2 separate regions of the Mus musculus genome follow, and region 2 is linked to region 1. Evidence: chromatin contacts called from public HiChIP or PLAC-seq data. All regions are on one chromosome and are shown on one strand. Each heading gives the region's core, a stretch centred on a gene start, on an enhancer-like site or on the middle of the called end of the contact. The rest is flanking DNA. Distances are from core to core; before and after follow the strand shown.

Region 1 (5,188 bases), core at 2,160-4,659:
GGGTGTGTGTGTGTGTGTGTCTTTTGGGTATAAATTAGAATGTTCCTCACAGACTCCTAAGCCCGTGCTTCAGGAGCACCTAAAGCAGCAAGGGCATAAAGCCCAGGAGGGCCACAGAGAGAGAAAATATACTGTGGTAATTATTAAGGACTATGACTTCTCCAAACAAGTCAACAGTATCCTGGAAGAATGTAGTGTCTGCTAAGGAAGTCATTTTAAGTTTCTATTGTAAAGACTTGCTGCAGGGCTGGAGGCAGGGGAGGACACCTAAGATTTCAACATAACTCAGGCAGGCCCTGAACTCACCGTGTAGCTCAGGCTGGTCTCAGACTCTTAGCAATCCTCCTGCCTCAGCTTTCTCATTGTTGAGAGTATTGGTATAAAGCACTACACCTGGACAAAACCTAATTTACAACAAAATCAGACTATAAAGAAGGGAGGGGGAGCGGGAGCTCTGTGTACGATCCCACCCCTCAGGAGGTGGAGGCAAGATCAGAATCAGAGGTTCAGGGTTATCTTAATCACACAATGAGCTCAAGCCTGTGCCACATGAACGCTGTCTCAATAAAACAAAATTGAGCTTAGTGGGCCAGTGCTTGCTGTATAAGCATAAAGACTTTGGTCTAAATTCCCAGAACATGTAAAAAGCCCAGCGGGGTGGTACAAGTCTGTGGTCGCCATAAGGGAGGCAGACACAGAACAAGCTCTGCAAGCTCTTGGACCAGCTAGCTTGGCATACACAGCGGTGAACTACAAAGAGACTCAGGGGGTTGGAAACACCATCCACTTTCAGGAACCCTGCAGCTGGTCACCCTAGATCACTGCAGCCCAGAGAGCACTCAGCCATGCATTCACCTGCTCCTGCTCCTCAGTGTCACCTCTTCTAGCTCATCTGAGGGCGGCAGGTCTCCTGGTCTGGAAAACCTTTACTTCCTTCCTAGTGTAGGCGGGCTTCTCAAGCAGCGACTACAGAGGCATATGGAGTGTGCGGTCTAGGAAGAGGCTCTCTCTGAGAAAAATACTGCTTCAATTTCAGCTAAACTTCTCCAAATTTCTCTGCTAGAGACAGACATGGGCCAGACACTCCCCTGATGAAGTACAAATACTCAGGCAGGCAGATGCTGGAGCTGGCCCCGCCTTCCCTGCTTTGGGGCCCATCTCTGTCATGTTGACCTGGTCTCTTATGAAGCCCTGAAATTCACCTGTCTGTTGACTGTTTCCCTGTAGCTGACAGCAAACAAGAGGCGTACCTCTCACCTAACCCATACAGAGGCCTACGGAACTGCCCTCTGGCCATAAAACATTGGCAGATGGCTTAAAAAAGGGAAGTATCTGAACTGAACAAGAAGATATGATACATATTTACTCTCATGACATGTTAGCATCTCAAGATATCTCAGATCTGTTGGTGCACGGAGCCAAGCGGGAACGTAGAAGCATGAGGTCTGGTGACCTTTAAGGGGTTAACCATGAGACATAGTTTGGAACTCATGGTTCCCTGAGGTGCAATGCTGGCAGAGGCAAGGCTGGAGGCAAATGGGAAGAGGGCATCCCCTTGGGGAGAGGGTTCCTATAGCTGAGAGGTATGTCATGGGGTTACAGAGAAGGTAGACAAGGCCCTACCCTGAGTGTGAGAGACAGAGGGGGAGCGTCCGATCAGCGGCCGCTGCTGTTCACCAGGCCATGAAACTCCTCCCAGGCCCTGGTAAACCAGAGACAAAAACAACAGCACATTCAGATCAAACGCTTAGAACAGAGCAGACACCATCACCCCACCTCCCACCTCGATCCCTCCATGCTGACTGGAAACAGGAGCTGAGTCAAGAGTGAGGGCCAGCAGGCTTTCTTCTTAGATGGCAGGTAGTTGTCGTTTTCAGCTTGTTTTACTTAGGAAGTCTAGCCTTCACTACTCCCTTGAGTACTTCCCAGTGCTCCTTCAACAGCAGCGAAGGCGCGGTCACTGAAGTCAGAGTCGAAGCTCAGCCATGTCCACAAATACTTCCATCTTGCTTCAGCAAGTGGCAACAGTTCTTGCCTTTGCTGCACTGGGTTTGGGAACCAGGTAGCAGAAACCATTTCTTCACCAGGCCTGAGCCTCAGGGTACAGCCAAGGATCCACCAGCATTATGTTGTCTAAAGATGCAACCCAGCAATATGTCATCTTCTCTGCTTTTACCTTTCCAAGACTCTAGCTTTTTTAAACTCAAGATGGTAAATACCTAAGATTCTACCTGCTTCTGAAAGCACCTGGGTAAGTCTTATCTTTAGATTTAAGATGTGTGGGCCCTGGCAGCTAGCATTTTCAGTTAACAGAGCTCATTACAGCTTCCATGCTGCTTACCATAAATGTGAGGAACACAACTCAGAACTACGACTAGGAAGCAGCTAGGGGTGTGAGAGCACGCACGCATGCACTCACAGCTCAGCCAGTGTCCCACAAACAGGCCTCCGTGCTGCTGTATGAAGGAGAAAATCAGATTCCTCCAGGGGTCCAGAAGCTCTCAGAACCCTAACTTCTCTCGCCTTTTTGCCCTACCCACTTTTCAGTTTGAAAGCAGTGACTCTCCTGGGCACTGTGTATCAAACTTAATGGTGGCCTAGAACTTGCTCTGTAGACCAGACTGGCCTCAAACCCACAAACATCTGCTTGCCTCTGCTTTCTTAGTGCTGGGATTAAAGGCTTACACTACAGGCCAGGCAATTACTCTCTTCTTGGCTTAAGGTAGCAACAGCACTGAGTGACAACACACCCCGCCTCTCACTACACATTTGATATTTTAGTACTAAAGTAGATTTCATTACCAGGCACTCTAGGTAGGCTTTCTTCTTCAAAGGTGGCACACACCTTTAATCTTAGTACTTGGGAAACACAGGAACATAGTGAATTCCAGGATGGCCAAGACTACACTGGGAGACCACGTCTCAAAATCAAGTAAGATTATTAATAAAGGACTAGGCAATGTACGTTATATATGCTATTCTATAGAATAGCAGCTTTTTTATTTTATTTTTTTTAATTTTCAGAAAAGCTACTATTTTATGACAAATGGCTCACAGGAAAACCTAAGACTGTTAAAGAAGTATGCCAGAACTTGTCAATTCCCGAGCTCTTTCTGGAGACACAGTGATGAGCTGTTCTCTGGCTCCTAAGGGATGCGGGAGGCGGCTTCCCTCTTTACTCTCAATGAAGACAAGTAAAAATCCAACACTTGGACAATGACCTGGGAACCTAACAGCAAGATTTAATTTCTACTTTAAGTAACTAAGAGGTCAACAAGGTCACACAGCAGGGTTGAAGTCCATCTCATTTATCCCTTTGTTTCCAGAAGGGCCAGTCCCTACTAACTCTGCCTAACAATGGTTCATTGGGTGAAGACCCGGAAGGCTGAAGAGGTTCCTCTAGTACACGACACACTAAACTGACTTCCTATTTTCTATGCTTAGACATGAAGATTCTGGGTCTGGAAATTTCCTTGCATGGATTCAGGGAAATAAAGCACGTGGCCGTGAGCAATGGTGCACCCACTCCTGTCCTCAGAGGCCAGCCAGGTGTGAATGTCTAGTCACTGTCCCTCCACTCGGCAGCCCAAGCACATCAGGTAACTTCAAAATGCTCTTCTTTTAAAGAGGAAGTTATCCTAAAAATTGCCTTATGATTTGAGTGTCTAGAAACGAACACACCAGAGATGAACAAAGCCCACTGAGAATTCTGAGGAGATTCCAGTGACAGCAAGAAAGACTCTTTAAGGTCCACTGATCCTATCTCACCAGATCTCATTTGTTTGTAATTCCCTGCTTTCTAATCTCCACCCAAAGCCTACAGGCACCAGTGCCTTGCTCTCAGCCAGCCCTCACTAGAAAGGGGTTTAGCCACCTGCTAGTCTGGGTATATATAGCACACAATGCAAGGTCAGACAGCTCTAAGTTTAAAGTGGCCCAGGACCACCAGGTTATGACTGAACTAAGGCAGTGAATGAGCTGGCCCTCATCTGTATATTAAAGTTCAATGTTGAAATACAATGATAGCTAGACCAGGTGAAGGAAGACTCCACAATTTGGCCTCTCTCTTCCCTTCTTCCTTACGCTCTGCAGAGAACTCCCATCAGCTTCTCCAGCACTGTGCTCCATTATGGGAAGAGGGTCCTTTTGCCATCCCAGGCCAGATGCAATTTTCTCACAACAGTGCTGTCTGTGTTAACTGCCTTTGTGGCAGCAGTACCCTAGTGGTCCCAGAATTCTGTCTGTGGTAGGAGTCCCCCCCCCCCCCCCCCCAAGTAGAGGATGCTGTGAGCCATTTGATGTAAGGACCCAAACCTATGAAAACTCAAATCTGCTTTATTCAGAGGAGCCACAAGCTGGGCATGAGAGCTGGCATGGTGGCTCACACCTCTAATCCCAGCAGTCTGAGGTGAAGTTGGGGGCCAGTGAGGACTACATGGCAAGTTCCAGAGCTGTGACCTGATACAAACAAGTGAATAAGCTTTATCTTTCTTAGGGACAGGTAGCAACACAAGGACCAAGCAAAGTGGCCTCTTTGTGGGGCAACAGCTACTTCTTGGTTCATCCAGGTGTGCTGTAGGAAATGGCAACAGGCAGGGTGACCAGGGAAGGCTGGAAAGACGGACAGGTGAAGAACACTAGAAACTGGGCTGAAACAGCAAGCTGGAGGAATGCTTGAGTGAAGCTCAACCACTCCTCAAACCATGCCCTTGCTTATTAGCAGCCCTGATCTCCAGAGTACTTGGGAAACCATCATTACTGCTGGCTCTTCCTCAAGTCTCAGTAGATGCTGTTCACTGGCTCAAATAAAACCCACAAGAAGCAGACCCAGGCAGGAGCATCACTGACATCTCACACATAGCTGGGATCTGAAGGGGATCTCAGCTCAGTCTGCTGCTGATACTCTCTAGCTCTGGAACGTGCCATCGAGCTTGCTGATGCAGCTACGATGCATGTGTACCTCCCAGTGAAAGATAAGGCAGAAGGCCCAAGAAAGCCAACATCTGACAGGCTTTCTGCAGTTTAGCAAATTTCTTTTCTAGACATGTTAGAATGTGATAAAGCAGTAATGACGTAAGTACCCCCAGGATACCTAGCCTAAGGTCTCATTGTGTTTTGTGGACTCCTGGGCACACAACTAGGGCTAAGTCAGCCAGCTAGAGTTAAGGAGTGTGCTGCTGTCAGATTG
Region 2 (4,718 bases), core at 1,612-4,111, 440 kb before region 1:
CAAGTGCTGGGATTAAAGGTGTGCGCCACCACACCCTGGCTACAAGTTCTCACTTTTAACAATGCCATAACATAAAGATCTAGGTCCCTTCCCTTATTTGATTTTAAATTTACTGAAGGCACTAAAAAAAAAATAGCTAGATCTATGCTTCATTTGGCCCTCATCTCCTGCCCCGCCGTGAGCAGCTGTGGAGGAGGGGCACCACCATTTTGCAGTCCCAGGGATTAAGTGTCTGAAGAACCTCATGTTTTCCTTGCCTTTCCATTTCTGAGGAGAAATGATGGGAATGGCCCTGCTCACCTCCTCCTCCAACACCAGGCAATTTGTCTGATGGGTGAAACTGTCTGAAGTCAGGAGCTGATGCCAGGAAATGCCTTCACAAAAGGGCATGGAGTCTATCCTCACCATCCACCGCGATGTTTATATTAGACTAGCCAACGTGAGGAGGCGGTGCGTCTGTCTGCCTTCAGAGTCCCTCCTATAGCAATTGCATCTTTCCAAATCCAAACCCCTTACCTGAGGTCGTGGGCGAAGGCCTGGGGAGAGCTGTTGGTCAAACAACCTCTGCAGAGACTCCAGGGATGGCAGAGTCCTGATGACTTCCCTGGGAGCAGAGGTTCAAGGTAAAGTTCAACAACTAGTGGGAACTAGAAACACTCCAGGCAATTCAGGTCCTAACAGCAGATAGGCCACACCCCAGTGGTGAATCCTGTAACCCTTCCCTGAAGGACAAGCCCCGGCAAAGATCAGTTGGCCCGTCATCCTGGCCCAGACCCCGACCCTTTTCAATCTGTATCCTTTTCAATCTGTATCTGAGCATAATCCATTTAGCACTGTGTAGCCTATAGAATCTGTTTTCAATCTGGAAACGCAAACTGCTATAAAATTACTAAGGAGCATGCTTCTTAACCTTCAGTGTTTGTAGGACACACACAAATGCAAATGCATGGGTTTCACCAAGATTTGGTCTGGAGAGCTAAATATTTTATTTATTTACTTATTTATTTGTGTGTGTGTGTGTGTGGTGTGTGTGTGTGTGTGTGTGTGTGTGTGTGGTGTGGATGTATGTGTGTGCACATGCAGGTAGGGGTTTGAGGTTGACATTAGGTGCCTTTCTCCATCACACTTTATGTTATGGAGGTAGGGTTTCTTGATGAACCCAGAGCTGGCCAGTTCAGCTAGTCTGTCCAGCCCAGATCACTTCTGAGATTCTAAGTCTCCAGGGATTCCCTGTCTTTGCTTCCAGCAAGCATGCTAGTATCATAGGCAAGCCACCATGTCCAGCCAGCCTTTATATTGGGGATCTGAACCCTGGTCCTTAGGCTTGTGCAGCTAGAATTTTGCCCACTGAGCCATCCCCCCAGCCTCCTGGAAAGCACATTGAAAACATGCAACAATGAATAACACTAAATGTTACTCATTAGCAGTATATAGTATATATATATATACACACACACATATATACACATATGTATAATAATGATAAAGAATACAAGATAAGAATTTGAGTGGGTAGAGGGGATTTGGGAGGAGTTGGGGGGGAGTATTGGCCGTGTGGTGATTTAAATACAGTAGTCACATAGGAAATTCTTTTTAAAATGATAAAGGAAGCTGGAAGTGATGGCTGATGCCTTTAAATCCCAGCACTCAGGAGGCAGAGGCAGAGAGGCAGAGAGGGGCAGAGAGAGAGGCAGAGAGGGGAAGAGAGAGGGGCAGAGAGGGGCAGAGAGGGGCAGAGAGAGGCAGAGAGAGGCAGCGAGGGGCAGAGAGAGAGAGAGAGGCAGAGAGAGAGAGAGAGAGAGGCAGAGAGAGGCAGAGAGAGAGAGAGGCAGAGAGGCAGAGAGGCAGAGGATCTCCGAGTTCCAGGACAGCCAGGACCACACAGAGAAACCCTGTCTTGGGGGTAGGGGAAAGATAAAATAAAACAATAATCCAAATTTGGGGTGCTGGGTGGGGTTCCCTGTGTTCAGATTCAGCTCTCCTGGCAGCTAAAGAGTGTCAAGCCTATTGATAGTTTCAGAACTAGTTTTTATGGATTCTCTATTTCTCTTTCTGTTATTGTCAGAAAGCCTTTAAAGCATAGTGGGGAATTTTAAGTTTGGGTTTTCATTCATATACATATATGAATATATATCCCTAAAACAAAACAAAACAAAACAAAAAACAAAACTGTCCTTGTTTTTACATATTTAACATTGTAAAGTTTTCAAAATAAGCTGCCAAGAGATCTTCCCAAATCAATGTCTAGAAGTTTGGGTTACTCTGAGATCTTTGCTATTATAAATAGTGTTCTGAACACAGTTGTTCCTATAGTCTTTCCTTTCTTATTTCCAATTATAAAACTGGGAGAGTCATGATTGAGGCTTTATTCCAACATTAACATGTCTGGTGACAGCACTGGTGGCCAGGCTGCCTGTGCTGCTGCAACATCTTGACTGTCTTCTGAACGGTCTCCCTCTGCCCCTCCCCCAGGGTCTCATGGAGCCCAGGCTAGCAGCATGCTTGCTATGTAGTTTTAGATGACCTTGAGTTTCGGATTCTTTTGCCTGCATTTGCCAATGTAAGACTCCAGGGAGTCTTAGCTTACCACGAAGTGGAGCTGTGATCAATGCAAAAAGCAAGAGGAATTTATTGTTCCAGTGTAGTGGGATTGTCCCAGACCTGAAGGAGAGGGGGTTACCCCTGGTACCCCTTCGCTAGTTTTTATACGGTTTCTAAGGGCAGAATAGAGCATCAGCAACTAGGCACAATATGATTGGCGGAACAGTGCACCCTTTAAATTGATTGGTCTTTAGGGAATGAGGTGACAAGGACTTCCCTAGTCTGGAAATGGGCAACAGTCTGTCCCCACCCGCAGGTCGGTTCCCGCCCTGTGGTCTGAGAAATGTTAATTAGCCTCTCCCTTCTGGAGGGGCAAGAGTTTCATGACCTTCCCAAAGTTCCTGAGCTGACCTTTTCACAAGTGCTAGGATTACAGGTTTGCAGAGCCACAAGTGGTCTAAAGGCATTTGGTATGAAACTCAAGGATTTGTGTATATATGCAGTGCATGCACACTACTGCTGAATTTTCTCTTTTTAATGTCCATAATAATGTCATACTCTAGGACTGAGTGGGGTCCTGAGTGGGCTTCTATGTTAACTTCTTTAATTTTTTTTTTAAAGTTTTATTTATTTATTATATGTTAAGTACACTGTAGCTGTCTTCAGACACACCAGAAGAGGGAGTCAAATCTCATTACGGATGGTTGTGAGCCACCATGTGGTTGCTGGGATTTGAACTCAGGACCTTTGGAAGAGCAGTCGGGTGCTCTTACCTGTTGAGCCATCTCGCCAGCCCCCCTATGTTAACTTCTATGCCTTTGAGTATCTTTCTGTGCTTTATTTCTCCTGTATTTCACTTTAAATAAACTGCCCATCTTGAGCTTTTTGTTAGGAATTTCGTCATTTCCATGTGCTGCTATAAAGTTTACTTATTGGTCTGCATTTTATTTATTTAATCTAGGCACTGCGCTCTTTTGCATTATTACAGTGTTTTTGTTCTAGATGGATTAGATAGCATTATAAAGTGACTTATAATTTTTTATTCTCCTATTATCCGTTCTTTAATAATTCCTTGTATAGTATGGTTAGAAATATATTAGTAGTATTTACTTGGAAGCAATTATTTGCTCATTAAAAGTTTCTTTGTGGGGCTGAAGAGATGGTTAAGAGCACTGACTGCTTTTCCAGAGGTCCTGAGTTCAATTCCCAGCAACCACATGGTGGCTCACAACCATTTGTAATGGGATCTGATGCCCTCTTTTGGGGTGTCTGAAGACAGCAACAGTGTACTCATATACATGAAATAAATAATATTTTTAAAAAAAAAGAGGAAAAAGTTTCTCTCTCTCTCTCTCTCTCTCTCTCTCTCTCTCTCTCTCTCTCTGTGTGTGTGTGTGTGTGTGTGTGTGTGTGTGTGTGTGGTGTGTGTATGCACATGTGCCTGGGTAGAGGCCAGAGGAGGAGGTCAGGCGTATGGCTCTATCCTCTGTGCCTTATTCCCTTGAGACAGGGTCTTCATTGAACTTGAAGCACGGCTTGTGGCCAGTCAGCCCCATCGATCCTCCCTTTTGTCTACTTCAGTGCTGGGATTATGGGTGAGTTTATTTAAAGCCGGGCATAGTGACGCATGCTTATAAACTAAACATTGTGGTGACTAAGGCAAGAGAAGAGTGGGGTCAAGTTGGGATGAGCTAAGTATTGAGACCCTGTCTCAAAAAGGAAGGAAGGAAATTTTAAAAATGAGGAAAAGGTGGCTGGAGGTAAAAGCCATCAGTTAAGAGCTGGCTGTTCTTGCAGAGAACGAAGTTCAACTCTGAATCCCCATGTGGAGTGGCTCCCAACAGCCTATCAATCACTCCAGCTCCAGAGAATCTGTGGTACTCTTCTGGTCTCTGTGGGTTCATGCATGCACACAGTGCACGCACATACAGATAAGGAGGCATGCGTATGTACACACAGAGAAAAATAAATTAAAACTTAGAAACAATAAAATGCAGATTTTTGCCTATTTACCTATGTAAATGAAAACCTATATAAATGATTCCGTTATTTAAACATACTTTTAAATGTTCTGTTTTATATATGTGAGTGTATGTGTGTGCACTATGTGTAAAACTTGTGTCCACAGAAGTGAGAAAAGGACACACCGGGACTGGAACTGTCCCTGTGTGTGCTAG

Evidence for each region. HiChIP or PLAC-seq counts read pairs in DNA pulled down with a chosen protein or histone mark.
Region 2: a contact with region 1 is called in an H3K27ac HiChIP or PLAC-seq map of embryonic stem cells, with 15 read pairs. The contact joins two enhancer-like sites. A contact is called at or near these places in 2 of 484 Hi-C or Micro-C datasets (both in embryonic stem cells) and 7 of 115 datasets of contacts at active chromatin or transcription factors (all in embryonic stem cells).

The regions. Positions count from the first base shown.
Region 1 is chr1:87,228,917-87,234,104 of GRCm38.p6, reverse strand. It overlaps a transcript of Eif4e2 not described here. Among named protein-coding and RNA genes, the nearest start is that of Eif4e2, 18 kb to the right of the region's middle. Within about 2 kb of position 3,409, at least 9 of the 459 cell types and tissues checked have an H3K27ac peak or open chromatin away from gene starts, as enhancers often do. A contact at or near this core is called in embryonic stem cells, where this site is marked.
Region 2 is chr1:87,672,169-87,676,886 of GRCm38.p6, reverse strand. Inpp5d (inositol polyphosphate-5-phosphatase D) reads right to left here. Exons shown (of 27, transcript NM_010566.3): 6 at 517-604. Among named protein-coding and RNA genes, the nearest start is that of Gm33470, 50 kb to the left of the region's middle. Within about 2 kb of position 2,861, at least 11 of the 459 cell types and tissues checked have an H3K27ac peak or open chromatin away from gene starts, as enhancers often do. A contact at or near this core is called in embryonic stem cells, where this site is marked.